Regions from separate parts of the Pan troglodytes genome. Here region 1 is linked to region 2. Evidence: chromatin contacts called from public Hi-C data. All regions are on one chromosome and are shown on one strand. The core of a region is the stretch at or near the end of the contact, and the rest is flanking DNA. Distances in the headings are between cores, read along the strand shown. Region 1 holds the start of EN1 (engrailed homeobox 1). Region 2 has its middle 180 kb from the start of EN1.

Region 1 (6,468 bases), core at 914-3,413, 180 kb before region 2:
CACAGGCCTGTGATGAACGCCAAGCTGATCAGGCGGAATGAAGAGTAATTAAAACCTATAAATTATCTTCCGCAGCCCTTCTCGAGGCGTCTCCTGCAGGCGAGATAAGGCGTCGAGACCCTATTTACCGCGCTGAAAGGGACTGCGGCGCACAAAAGCTACGCAGCTAAATAGGATATTGATAGTGTCCTAATTAGAATTTAATTAAGTACCCACGCTTGCTTGCGGGATAAAGATTTCAATTTTGCGAACTTAAATATAAATAAAATCCCACCCCCATTTCGGGGAGAAGGGGTGGGGGCGCCTGGAGATTTCGGGGAGCCCTTGGGTGTGCGACTGAAGAGGACTCGGGAGACTCCAAGGTGGGGTTGGAGGCGGCTTGGGAAGGTAGAGAAGACTGCAGTGCAGCGTTAGGGAGAGAGGTTTTCTCCCCTAGGCTGCAGCGCAAGTCTAGCCGGGAACTCAGCCCCGGAAATCGGGGGACCCTCGCCTGCTCCCAAGATGCGGTGAGCAATACAAATTCCTGCTCTCCACCAGCCCTTTTGAGAAACTTCAGCTACTGTGGTGGTGGTTCGGCTTGTTGTGGGTTTAGTTGAATGTTCCTCCTAGCCTAACCCCCTGTGACTTTTCTGGAAAACTGGAGGTAGGGGGATTCTTTCGCATGTCACAAATAGACAATATTTCCAAAGAGAACCTTTCTCTACTGTCCCAGTTGCGGAGGGCGTTCTGGGCGAGGAGGTCCGCTGGAGCTCTAAGATGACACCTCCGAAGGCCTCGTTTGCTGACGCCTTTCTCGGCCACCGCAGGCTTCAGCATAGTCGGATACTGGTCCTCCAAAACGAATCCGGAGACAAGTCCCGCAGGTGCCTAGAGCTTCAGTCCACACGCCACCCCCGTCCCTCACATTCCCGGTTATGAGAAAATTTTGGGGGTGCCTCGACCAGGAAATAGCGAAAAAGAGATCCGCAGACGGGAGAATTATAGCAGCTGGAGGAACGGCATTCCCCTCAAACTAGGGAAGAACGCACAGAGCTGGAGCCGGAGGCACCCAGGGAGTTGGGAGCAATCCCAGGAAATTCAGTCACCCGGCAATTGAGGGAAACTCCCTGTTCACAACTTCAGCTGGCCAGGGCAAATACTTGGGGTGCAGCGCTTTTATTTATTTGATTTTACTTTGCAGGGAAATCTAACACAGAGGTTACCCTGAACTCTAAAAGCTAGGGCCTAGCGCGCATCCGCGTTCTGACTCGCCGGCCCCGGGGCCCTCCTGAGATTAATCTGTGTTGCCCGGACTCCCCTGCCAGGGAAGGTCCAGGCGACTGGCTCTGGGGCTATTCCTAGCCCTCTGGGCTTGGCTCTATGGCGCCAGGGCAGCTCCAGGGTGTTGTCGAAAGTCTGGACCGGGAAGGGCATGGGTGCGGATTCCCCACAAAGGGAAAGCAATGCAGCGGGCCGGCAGGAGACGTACAAACGTAAACGTGCGACGCTAGCTAGGCGCAGCGGGCCTTTCAGATTTTGCTATTTGTGAAAAACAAATTGCGCCTCTGAAAGTAACTAACTCTAGGTCTATTTCACATCACCGACCTCCCTGTCTCACTCCCCCTCCCTCCACTACACACACCCAAACCCACACCCACCCACAAACACACAAACGGGCAGTGACAACAACCACCCATCCTTCAATAACAGCAACCAGAGACAGAGGAGAAAATAAAAAGCTGAGTTTCTTAGGCGAGGGGGTGCAAAACAGCCAGGCTCCTGCCTACTGCCCCTGCTCCCGGAGCTCACAGACCCATAATCCTGCATTTCTCTAACAAGTTGTTTATGGAGTTGCTTCTCCATTTGCCTACATCCCAAAATTCACCCCTCCTGGGTTTCTTCTGCCCCCTCCTCGATCCCGTCCTGAAGGAGGGGGAGGGAAGCGGGTGCGGGCGCGGGCGCGGGTGGGGGAGGGCGGACCCGACGCACAGGGCCAGCGCCGCGGCGCCCCCTCTCAGCCAGCGGCTGACGCCCCCGGATTATTTATCCGCAAAGTCCCGCGCGCGCCCATTGGGCCGAGGCCCGAGTGTCAGCGCGAGTCCCGGCTCGCCATTGGCTCCGCACACGTGCGGCCCTGACTCACGTGCTTCCGGTTTGAAGGCAAAAAGTGTGCCTGGGTGATTTTTTTTTTAAGCGAGAGAGTTTGTGCAAAGATCCGAGCTGTCAGAGATTTGAAAAAAAAAAAAAACCCAGCCCGGCGCTGGCGGAGACGCTCTCTCCCTGCAAAAAAAGCAAAGGCGATTAAAGGCGCTGCCAGCCTCACGCTCTGGGCACAGCTGAGCGTGACACTCGGGGAAGTCAAACCCCTCACTACTGCCTAGGAAGATGGCTAGACTTTAAATACTATTTTTTTCCCTTTAAGAAAAAAATTATTGGAGCTTTTTTCTTTTTTTCTTCCTTTCTTTTTCCTTTTTTCTTTTTTTCCTTCATTTTTTTGGCCGTGGCTTACTCCCCATTTAAATCAAATCATTGAATCTGGTTGCAGAAAGAAAAAAGAAATAGCCAAGTGTCTCCATATCTGGATGTCTACAAATTAGAGAGGGAGAGACAGCGAGATCTATCTGCTAGATAAGAACGAGCAATCCAGGCCAGACGCCTGAGCTTTTTTCCTGCACCCGCCCCGTGCCTTCGCTGGGGCTTCGCCTGCCTCCTTCCTCCGCGCACCCCCACGGGCCGCTGGCAAAGTGGGGTGGGGAGCGAGGCGGTGGGGGCGGGGGCCGGCGCGGCGGCCGGGGCGGCGGGGCGGCCGAGCATGGAAGAACAGCAGCCGGAACCTAAAAGTCAGCGCGACTCGGCCCTCGGCGCGGCGGCGGCGGCGACTCCGGGCGGCCTCAGCCTGAGCCTCAGTCCGGGCGCCAGCGGCAGCAGCGGCAGCGGCAGCGATGGAGACAGCGTGCCGGTGTCCCCGCAGCCTGCGCCCCCCTCGCCGCCCGCGGCGCCTTGCCTGCCGCCCCTGGCCCACCACCCGCACCTCCCCCCACACCCCCCGCCCCCGCCGCCTCAGCATCTCGCGGCGCCTGCTCACCAGCCGCAGCCAGCGGCCCAGCTGCACCGCACCACCAACTTTTTCATCGACAACATCCTGAGGCCGGACTTCGGCTGCAAAAAGGAGCAGCCGCCACCGCAGCTTCTGGTGGCTGCGGCGGCCAGAGGAGGCGCAGGAGGAGGAGGCCGGGTCGAGCGTGACAGAGGCCAGACTGCCGCAGGTAGAGACCCTGTCCACCCGTTGGGCACCCGGGCGCCAGGCGCTGCCTCGCTCCTGTGCGCCCCAGACGCGAACTGTGGCCCACCCGACGGCTCCCAGCCAGCCGCCGCCGGCGCGGGCGCGTCTAAAGCTGGGAACCCGGCTGCGGCGGCGGCGGCGGCGGCGGCAGCGGCCGCGGCGGCAGTGGCAGCGGCGGCGGCGGCCGCAGCAGCCAAGCCCTCGGACAGCGGTGGCGGCGGCAGTGGAGGCGGCGCGGGGAGCCCCGGAGCGCAGGGCACCAAATACCCGGAGCACGGCAACCCGGCTATCCTACTGATGGGCTCAGCCAACGGCGGGCCCGTGGTCAAAACTGACTCGCAGCAGCCTCTCGTATGGCCCGCCTGGGTGTACTGCACACGTTATTCGGATCGTCCATCCTCCGGTGAGTACCCAACTCCGGGCTGCGCCATGCCTTCTGGCCCCGCGGACCGCCCCAGAACGCCAAGCTGCGGCGCTAGGGAGAGCAAACCCGGCCTCGGGTACTCCAGTCTCTCACGCCTGCTTCCTCACCCCAGTTCCAGTCACAACCGAATGTTCATCCAGCTATGCGATCCTGGCCTCTGCGGCCACCACCCGAGAAGCTACAGCTCGTGGCACAGGAGGCTCGGGTCTCGATTCTTTGATTTTGAACTCTGAATCCCTGGGGCCTTCTTTGTCTCTTATCTTTATTATTCTTAGGAAAAGTACATAGTCAGTGATTTTCTTTCCAGGGTGTTTAGATATGGCAGGAAGGTGGGCCTAGTGATGTGTGTCTGAAATCCCACCAGCCTGATCGTCCGAAGGCCAGATTTGACCAGAGAAGGCCTTGTTCAGAAAAATTATATTCACTGTGTGTCCTTACAAACACAAACACCATCTCGATATTTTCTGCGGAGAGACCGTTTACATTGATAAACATGGGAAACACAGGATGACAGGGAGGAAAGCGTCTGAAAGCCGTCCCTCTCCCCCGGCTGGGTAGCGAAAAGAGTCTGACCCGGGTGGGTAGAAACCAGGGAAAGGCAGTTGCCAAAAAGGTGGGTGCTGGCTGCCCCTGGTTTTCTGGAGCTGAAAAACAGTGGGAGAGGAGAGAAAACAGGTCAGGCTCAGGCCAGGAAGCGTGGCCAAGGGCATGAGAGCCAGTTTCCTCCGTAGCTTCTCCGCGGAACGGCTCCCACATCCTCCCCGCGCGGCGCTTTCCTTTTTTCACCCGCACATCCAGCAGATTTCTGGCATCCGTAGGCCTGTTTTTCTCGGCTTTCCTTCCATCACTTTTCCGTGTGCCCCTCGCGCTTGGCGAACCCGAGGAGGAGACCTGAGCTGGGCTCCGGGAGAGAAGGCCAAGGCCTGCCCGACGCCCCGGCCCGCAGTGTCTGGGAGAGCGGCAGAAGCTTTGGCCCAAGATCAGCACTCCAGGCACCCGGTCCTGCAGGGGGCCGGGAACAACGTAGCCACGCGCCTCTTTCCTCTGGCTGGTCTCTCGCCGCCCCACAGCTGCCGGCCGGGCGCGGATCGATGCGCACTATCAGCTCCCGCCATCTCGAGCCCCGTTATTGACACGTCGGGCTCCCTGAACCTCCGAAAAGCTGCTTTGATTGACTCGCCTGATGGATAGAGTGATTGAGCTGTCAGGCTGCACGGCTCGGGCTGGCCGGGAGACTACGATTTTATTACAAGAGTCCGTGCCTCTGCACACACATACAACAACACTTCAACATGTCCCGGATGCAGAACGCGCAGTGGGGCCTTTTTGGGGCTGTGTGCATTTCCTGGGCTATTTCTCCCCGCTCAGCTAATTACGAATCAAAACCCCAGTTCTGCTCTGGAGAGGGCCTTGGCTTTGTTCTTGGCCACTTTCCTTCTTATGGGCCTAGGTAGGTAGGGGACCAGCTCCTTCTCCTGCTTGGGCAGTTGGGGGAGGAGGGGATGAGCCTCGACCCAGATCTGAGTCGCTGCAGTATGCTAGGCCTGGACTCTTTGTCATAGGACAGCTGGTTACCCCAGCCTCCTGCCTGCCCCAGGAGTAGGCTGCCCAGCCTTCCTCTCTGTAGCTAGGTTTGGAGATGCCGGCAAAGATCCTTCTTTCCTGACAGTTTTAGAGATGAACAGGCCTGACGGGGACTTAACTTGGTTCAGCAAGCTACCATATCCAAGGCAGGACCCAGCAAGTAAATGCCAGAAGACTTGGGTATGGAAGCAGGTGGGCAGAGGTGCAGGCTTTTGAGGCACACACCAACAGTTCAATCCTCTCCTGGTTTTCCCGCTTTCCCTCCTTCCTTTCTCAGTGGGCCCTCCTCCCAGACTAGTATTTGAGGGGAACTTCACCTTCCTAAGGAGGTTTCCTGTGGCCCCTTCCCATTCCTATCTGGTGGTCAAAGCACTTTTTTTTTTTTTCTGGATTGTCCCTGTCTCCCTCCCTCTCCTTTTTGCTCATAGGTGGGGGAAGGGGCTGCAGTCTCCTTGCAAATGTCATCAGTAGGCAGAGAAAGCCAATCTGGCTTGTTTTTGTTATTCAGGAGTTTTTAATCCTGAAATTGCATCAGTTGAAAGGGGAGATAAGGAAGACCCAGATAAGAGAGACCCTGCCCCACGCAGCCGGTTAGAGGAATGTGGAAGGCCCTCCCTTTCTTATTGGCACCATCCAAGGGGCAAGGCTGAAAACCCAGGGCCAGGGTCATGAGGATGGATCAGGGCCTTTTCTCCTTCAGAGAAGGGGTGGTCCCTGCATCCCTGAGACCCTAGAAAAGGCTTCCTTTAGGCCAAAGAGAAAGAAGGCGAGGAGGTGTGTGTGGGAGGGTGGGGTGCGGGGAGGGGGGCAGACACCAAATACTTTGGAGCTAAGCAGCCCTCTCCCAGCCGGCTCACTATCCCGTTGTTTTCTGAGGTCAATAGCTACAAGCAGATGGGGTCTTATTGTAGTTTCTCCTGTAGGTATGATTCTTGAGGAGAGGAAGATTTGTTTGCAGGCTGGCGACTCCCCCAGGGCCTGCCCTCACTGCCCCAGTCCTATCTATTCTGGGGCTGTGAGGACAGCAGGCCCCTGACCCCCAACTCTGGGCTGGGCCACATGAGCCCCAAATATCTCCTCATCTTGGATTCCTGCCTTCTTGGCTTGGAAATGTTGTGATTTCGGTCTGTCCCTGACTGTCCTGTGAGAATTGGGGTGTGGGGTGCACCTACAACCTCAACCAGCTTTCCTTCACTGC
Region 2 (6,022 bases), core at 42-2,541:
TTTCCTATAGTGTAACGTGTCACGTTTAATCTATGTTCCACTTTTAGCATCTTTTTTCCAGCCATAGCTTGGTCCCTTTCAAAGACCCAAACACCAGTGCTCAAAGCAGCCTTGTGGAAGGGGAATTGTCTTGGTTCCATTTGGTGGTAGCTGTCATGGTGGGTGTGGAAAATCCCCACCCATCAGGAAAAAGAGCCTCAGTATCCTAAACTTGTAAACTCATTACTAGGCCACTGCCTTCTTACAGCCATAACTCTCTCAAAAGCAGTTAAAATATGCCAAAATTCTCATTTTGGGTAAGTTACACCTGATTATAATTATTGTTATAAAAAAGCTTTACATTTAGTGATGATTCAGATAACCTTCAAACTCATGCTAAATGTTTGGCCACCAATAGCTGAGTATGGCTTAATGAAGCAATGTGATAAGCTATTACAAATAAACCTGGTCTGAATACAAACATTAAAATAAAACAAATCCTAAAATATAGAAATATTCTTGCCACAAAATGATCACTATTATCTTGATTTCTTTTCATCTTTTATATCATAAAATAACTCAGCTTATAGAATGTCTTTAAAGAAAGTTGTCTGTTGATTCATATTTCAGTTAATCTGGTATCAATTACTGAAATAGATTTGCAAATTCAATGTCTGTGAAGATGAAATGCTTTAATACCTTAGATAGTAGCTGGTTTCTGGATGCAGCCTAAAATGGCATAGTCAGAAAAGTTTAAAGTATTTTTGCTACATTCAAAGACGAGCAAGATTAAAAATTCCCAAATGTGTATTCTGGAATCCTTCCAAAACATTCCATCTTTATTCATTATTGGATATTGTCTTGATTAAAATTCCTGTTGGTTTGTTCTATGGTTAAGTAGTAATCTTGTATCTTAGCATTTGGAATGTATTGGTATCATGTGACGTGCACAGAGCCCATATGAATATAGAGAGATCTCTTTCACAAGTCAACAAGGAGAACTTAGAGCGTTCGGATTTCAGCAAAGCTGTTTGGGGGGAGAAGGGGGTTATTTGTTCAGCACATTCTTTCCAACAAGTGAGTCAGAAAGAGCTGTTCAAAAGCAAAATGATTTTTCCTATAACACCAGTGGTCCTGAATCAAGACAGATTTCTCTGGAGGAAATAAGAATTTTTTCTCTTTTTTTCCCCTTTCTTTATCTCTTTTTGTTCTATTTCTAGCATTTGGTGCCCTTTATTGCTAACTTCACCCAGTAACATGTGAAAAATGTACTCGACAATGCAAAGCAGATGACGCGGTAACCATCTTCTGAGTCACCGTCCTTTTCTCTGCATTCCTGCAGAGCCCTTTCAAACCTAGAGAATGATTTGGTTAGGAGCCACTGAGAAGGGAAATTAAAATAAAAAAATGGGCCTGATCATGGTGCCACACAGATGCTTTCGTGGCTTGTTCCCTGCTGCAACCTGCTTGATGCTGGGCATCCCCAGGGACTCCAGGCCAGGTCTTAGAATATGGACAGACCTAGGGGGCATGGGAGGCCACACAACTTTGGCAGACTTGGCTGGCTTTTTGTTTTGTTTTAGCTCATAAAGGCCACTTGGAAGTAAGCCCTGTGGCAGAGAGGGAAGGGAGAGGATGCTGGCATAAGTCAGGGCCCTTGAGGTGATGTAATTTGTCACCACCTCTCATTTGCTGGACATGCATCTGTCATTTAGGAAAAGTCAGGAGAGCTGACTCAGAACCACACTTAGGATAAACCCAACTTTGGGGCAAGCTGTGACACCAAGTCACCTCCAAGTCCCCCCCATTGTTTGTGGGGGTACTGTATGGGACTGGATAAGAACTTGACCCCAGTGACCAAGTCCCCTGGAGCAGAGTCAGATTGCTATAGTGGCCGCAAAGGAGTCCACGGCAGGCGCTTGCTACCTTTCTGTGCATCAGGGAGCATGCCTCCTAGGGATCTGATCTTTGCCTTGGAGAAAGTGAGTGGACCAGAGAGCGTCTGGTAAGGCCAAGTCACAGGATGAGTCTTCTGGCTTTTACCAATGAAGTTGCTTACCCTCCACATGTGGAAATACTGACCAAAGCCAAGAAGTTGTCCAGTTTGTTGAATGGAAGCTCTCTGATGACCAAAGCTTTGTTTGTTTTGTTCACCACCATATGACCAGTACTCGGAACAGTGGCTGCACATAAATATTTGTGAATGAATGGATAGTATCACATGAAGATTCTGAATAAAAAATCCATTAATGCAATAGTCGAGTGGTTTTTGAGCACAATGATCCTAGAAAAACAATAATTATTTTAACAAATGAAATTTTAAAAAGACTTGAGCAAGGGAAGGGAGAAAACTAACAATTGTTGATCCCTTACCGTGCAACAAGAAATTTCTTGTGTGCTGGATGAATAGGTATTGTCCCATTTTTAGGGTTAGAAAACTGACCCTTGGAGAAGTTAAATCATTTGCCTAAGGTCATATGGCTAATGAGTGGCAGAACTGTGGTTCAGACTTAGGAATCCCATGTTGGAGTGATTTTAAAGATTTAATTATTGTGGTACTTTATTATTACAGATCACTGCAGTGGCATTTTGAGGTTTTAGACATGTGACGCTAGAAAAAAATTGATTAATTAATCTTCATGGGAAGTTTTTAGAGTTTTGAGATTCCAACCAGATTAAGTAGGTGAAAGTGCTTTTTTAGACTGCTTAGGTAGACACTAAAAAATTTGTGCTGAATCCAAATCCCATATAAATGTATTAGCTTTTTCTAGCCAAGAGCTTACAGAAGCAAGAAATCAATCAACATGGCTTCAACCCCAGAGGGTGAAGTGGGAGAGTAAGATAGATGTTTGATCACAGAGAGCTCAGACTTTAGTAGCAACCCCATTGTTAAGCAACTGTGTGATCTTGGGTAAGTCACTTTACCTCTTATGATTTCAGGTTTATGGGTGGTTAAATAAGGGACTAACTCTTGCTTTGCTTACTGCTCAGATATTATTGGAATCAAGAGAAATAGTTGAATTAAAATTCTTCGCAAAATTTATAGACTCCAATTGATAAAACTTTTATGTTTGTGATGAAATTGTCCTATATTCTGTAATGATGAGAGTTGAGTCTTTCACCATCTACCTACCTAATTTTATTACTATAATTTGCATCTTAAATAACATAATTTTCTCACTTATAATTTCACTCACCTTTTCATTAAGTTAAAACTTAATGAAACCTTGACATCTGTGAATGTTTTCCTGATTTTTAAAAAGTTTTAGATCAATAAAGATTTACCGTTTTCCTCTAAGACAAGTTTTAGTATCTGCATTTACCTCAGAGGGCACAGAGAGTTGTGTCATTTCCCTCTGTACATACATTTTTAGGGTTGGCTCAAAATATGAAATATAATTATGGTGCTCTCTTGTCTGATACTAGACAAGTCTGAGGAGGCCTGGAGTACATTCCTTGGGCTCGTGAGTAATTATAGTGTTGATGATAATCAGCTACTTTATAAGATCTCAAGCTGCTGCGATTCTGGTTTTTCTGTAATGCATACATGCCCCATGAATTTAATTATCACTGTTTTGGTGCCTGACAAATATGCTTCACTTATAAACCTTTTATTTATGTTCAGATAGAAGTGGAGTATGCATGTTATAACCGCTACATCCCAGACATTCAAGAAAATAGTTCTCCAGATTCAGAATGGCTTTTCAGTTTAACGACCCATGTATTTGATATTATTTTCTTGGTTGGAAAATTATTTCTCAAGTTCTGTTTTCTCCACCCCCTGTCTTCTCCCTTCCTGCCTCTCTCTAAATTTTATAATGCTGTGTTTCCTTTTAAAAGATTAGGTAAGAGGGAACACGTGTGTGAAAGTTGTGGCCCACTCCCATGTGCTGGGGGCTGGTGAGATGAAGGCCAAAGGCCAAATGCCTTCAGCACCTGACAAGTGTGTGGATCTCATTATGGCCATTAAGTCTGGTGGGCTTAATAAAAAAAAAAAAATCAGTGGATTTGCAGGAGGCATGGTCAACATTTGGTGAAAAAGCAGTTCTTCAATATAATTACTAAGGCCTTCAAAATTATTTTGGTCTCACAGTTGAAAATTTCCTATCTATCCCACATATTTAGTGATTCATAGAGTTTGAAGAAGCATTTGAGGTTATCTTGTCTAATCTCTTCATTTTATAAATGAGTAGCATGAGCTCAGGAAGGAGAAAGAGAGTTCCCCAAGGCCTTATCATCAACCACATTGTGTGACTCTATTCCAGTCTCCCTATTTCACACCTGCTGTCCTAGCCTCAACCTGCATATCTACATATCCAGTGAGGACCTTTGAACACTTGTTCTGTACTTGGCGGTAAGCTGCTTGGTCTTTAAGGCATAGTGTTGGTCTTCAAGGAATTTGTTAGCAAACTGGGGCGTCACACAGACACAAGATCCTCATTATAGTAAATAGCAGCTTATAGTTCAGAGGTGATGTGAGTGGAGCAGTGGACCAGTTCCTCAGGACATCAGAGTATGCAGAAGCTGGGGAAGTCTGGTTCACTCAGAGGATATGAATGGAAGAGGTAGAACTTAAAGCAGGTTTTGAAGGTGCAGAGGTTTGAAATTCCAGGAAGGGAGTAGGACTTGAGAAAGGCTCAGAAGCCTTAAGGAACAGTATGTGAGGAGGGTTTAGGGTGAAGAAAGAGCAGCATCACAGTCCATGTATGGAAAAGTGTGGGGATGGAGTGGCCTATAGGGAAGGGGCACAATGCAGATGGCTTTTAATGCCAGCCTAAGGTGTCTACCTCCTCATGCAGGGGATGGAGCTCCACTGAAGATTTAAAATAGGAGAGTGAGGAGATAAAACAAAGATAACTTGGTTGGAAGAAGGATTGGAGGGAGTTATGATGAGAAACAGAGCACCAGTTGGGATATTTTGAAGAAAAGTCTCAGGATGAGATGATGATGTGGATTGCAGTGCAGCAGGTATCCAGGGAGCCCCTCAACTCTGCAGGGGCTGCCTGGAAGGGAGTGAGGTCTACAATGCCAACTCCTGGAATGACTAATATTTTTGCCTTCAAAGATCTTGAGAGATTTACCCTGGTTGTCCATGTGGCTTCTCCACATGGAGAAGCCTTGCCTTGAGGCAAGGAAAAAGAGGTGGTGGCCCCCCGCCAACCAGGATGCATCACGTTTACACCAAAGTGCCCATTGGCTGGGTAGAGTCTGACTGAACCTCTTCCTAACTTCAAGGCTTTGGCCAAGCTGCTAACATATTCTGAACCTCAGTATTTGCGTCTGCACTTTACAGGTATAATAATGCTTGCTCTAGCTACCTTGTTGTGAGGATCCAATGAGAAAGTAGATGTGAACCATAAATAAACTATCATCATTATCATGTCACAGAGCTCTTGCTGCTGGGGTGGTGGAATATCTGATGCAGGGAATAACTACATAAGAGTAAGGACAGATTTCCTTCTAAGAAAGATACCTTAGAATACCAGGAAGGGAGCAGGGCTTAAGGGTTGCCCCGTAGGGTAGTGGAACAGTGCAGATGTCTTGTGCCTTGCCACTGGGAGCATTCTTTGACATTGTATTTTCACTTTTTTTTTGTTTTGTTTTCCCTTTAAAGAAGACATGGAAATGAAAGTTTGAGGATTCTGTTCAAACTGATTACTGGGAGCCACCCTAAACCAGAACTGATCAGACTGCTGCTGGAGACTTTACAGCTTGGGTGGCCTCATTCAAAGCTGAAAAATCAGCAAAAGGGCAGAAGATGGGGTGAGATGCTTATCCCTGAATAAAAGGATGATGGTTTTAAAACTAGGTTTTTAATATATTTTCTAAATTTGATGACAACTCTGGCTTAAGCCATAGCCATTTTTAAGGTTCTCTGAGTAGCGTTTCCCTTGGAGATTGGCTTGATTATTGGTTTAGGTCTTGACTCCTTTCTAAATGTATATAATCAGTTATTCTAGAACTCCATAAAATCCCTCTTCCCAAAGGAAGAGGTCTTTGCTGGAAGCTGTGATGGGCTGCAGAGAGAGACAGACTGGGAGAT

What was found. A called contact is a pair of places that touch in the nucleus more often than the background predicts.
Region 1: a Hi-C map of stem cell-derived neural progenitor cells shows a contact between it and region 2, with 2.3 times the contacts expected there. The contact joins the promoter of EN1 here to the enhancer-like site in region 2. A contact is called at or near these places in 2 of 7 Hi-C or Micro-C datasets (induced pluripotent stem cells and stem cell-derived neural progenitor cells) and 1 of 1 other capture datasets (stem cell-derived neural stem cells).

Annotation. Positions count from the first base shown.
Region 1 is chr13:19,542,855-19,549,322 of NHGRI_mPanTro3-v2.0_pri, reverse strand. EN1 (engrailed homeobox 1) reads left to right here and starts at 2,163. Exons shown (of 2, transcript XM_016949579.3): 1 at 2,163-3,665. The coding sequence starts at 2,792.
Region 2 is chr13:19,362,735-19,368,756 of NHGRI_mPanTro3-v2.0_pri, reverse strand. No RefSeq gene overlaps it. Among named protein-coding and RNA genes, the nearest start is that of EN1, 180 kb to the left of the region's middle. Within about 2 kb of position 1,291, at least 4 of the 24 cell types and tissues checked have an H3K27ac peak or open chromatin away from gene starts, as enhancers often do. A contact at or near this core is called in stem cell-derived neural progenitor cells and stem cell-derived neural stem cells, where this site is marked.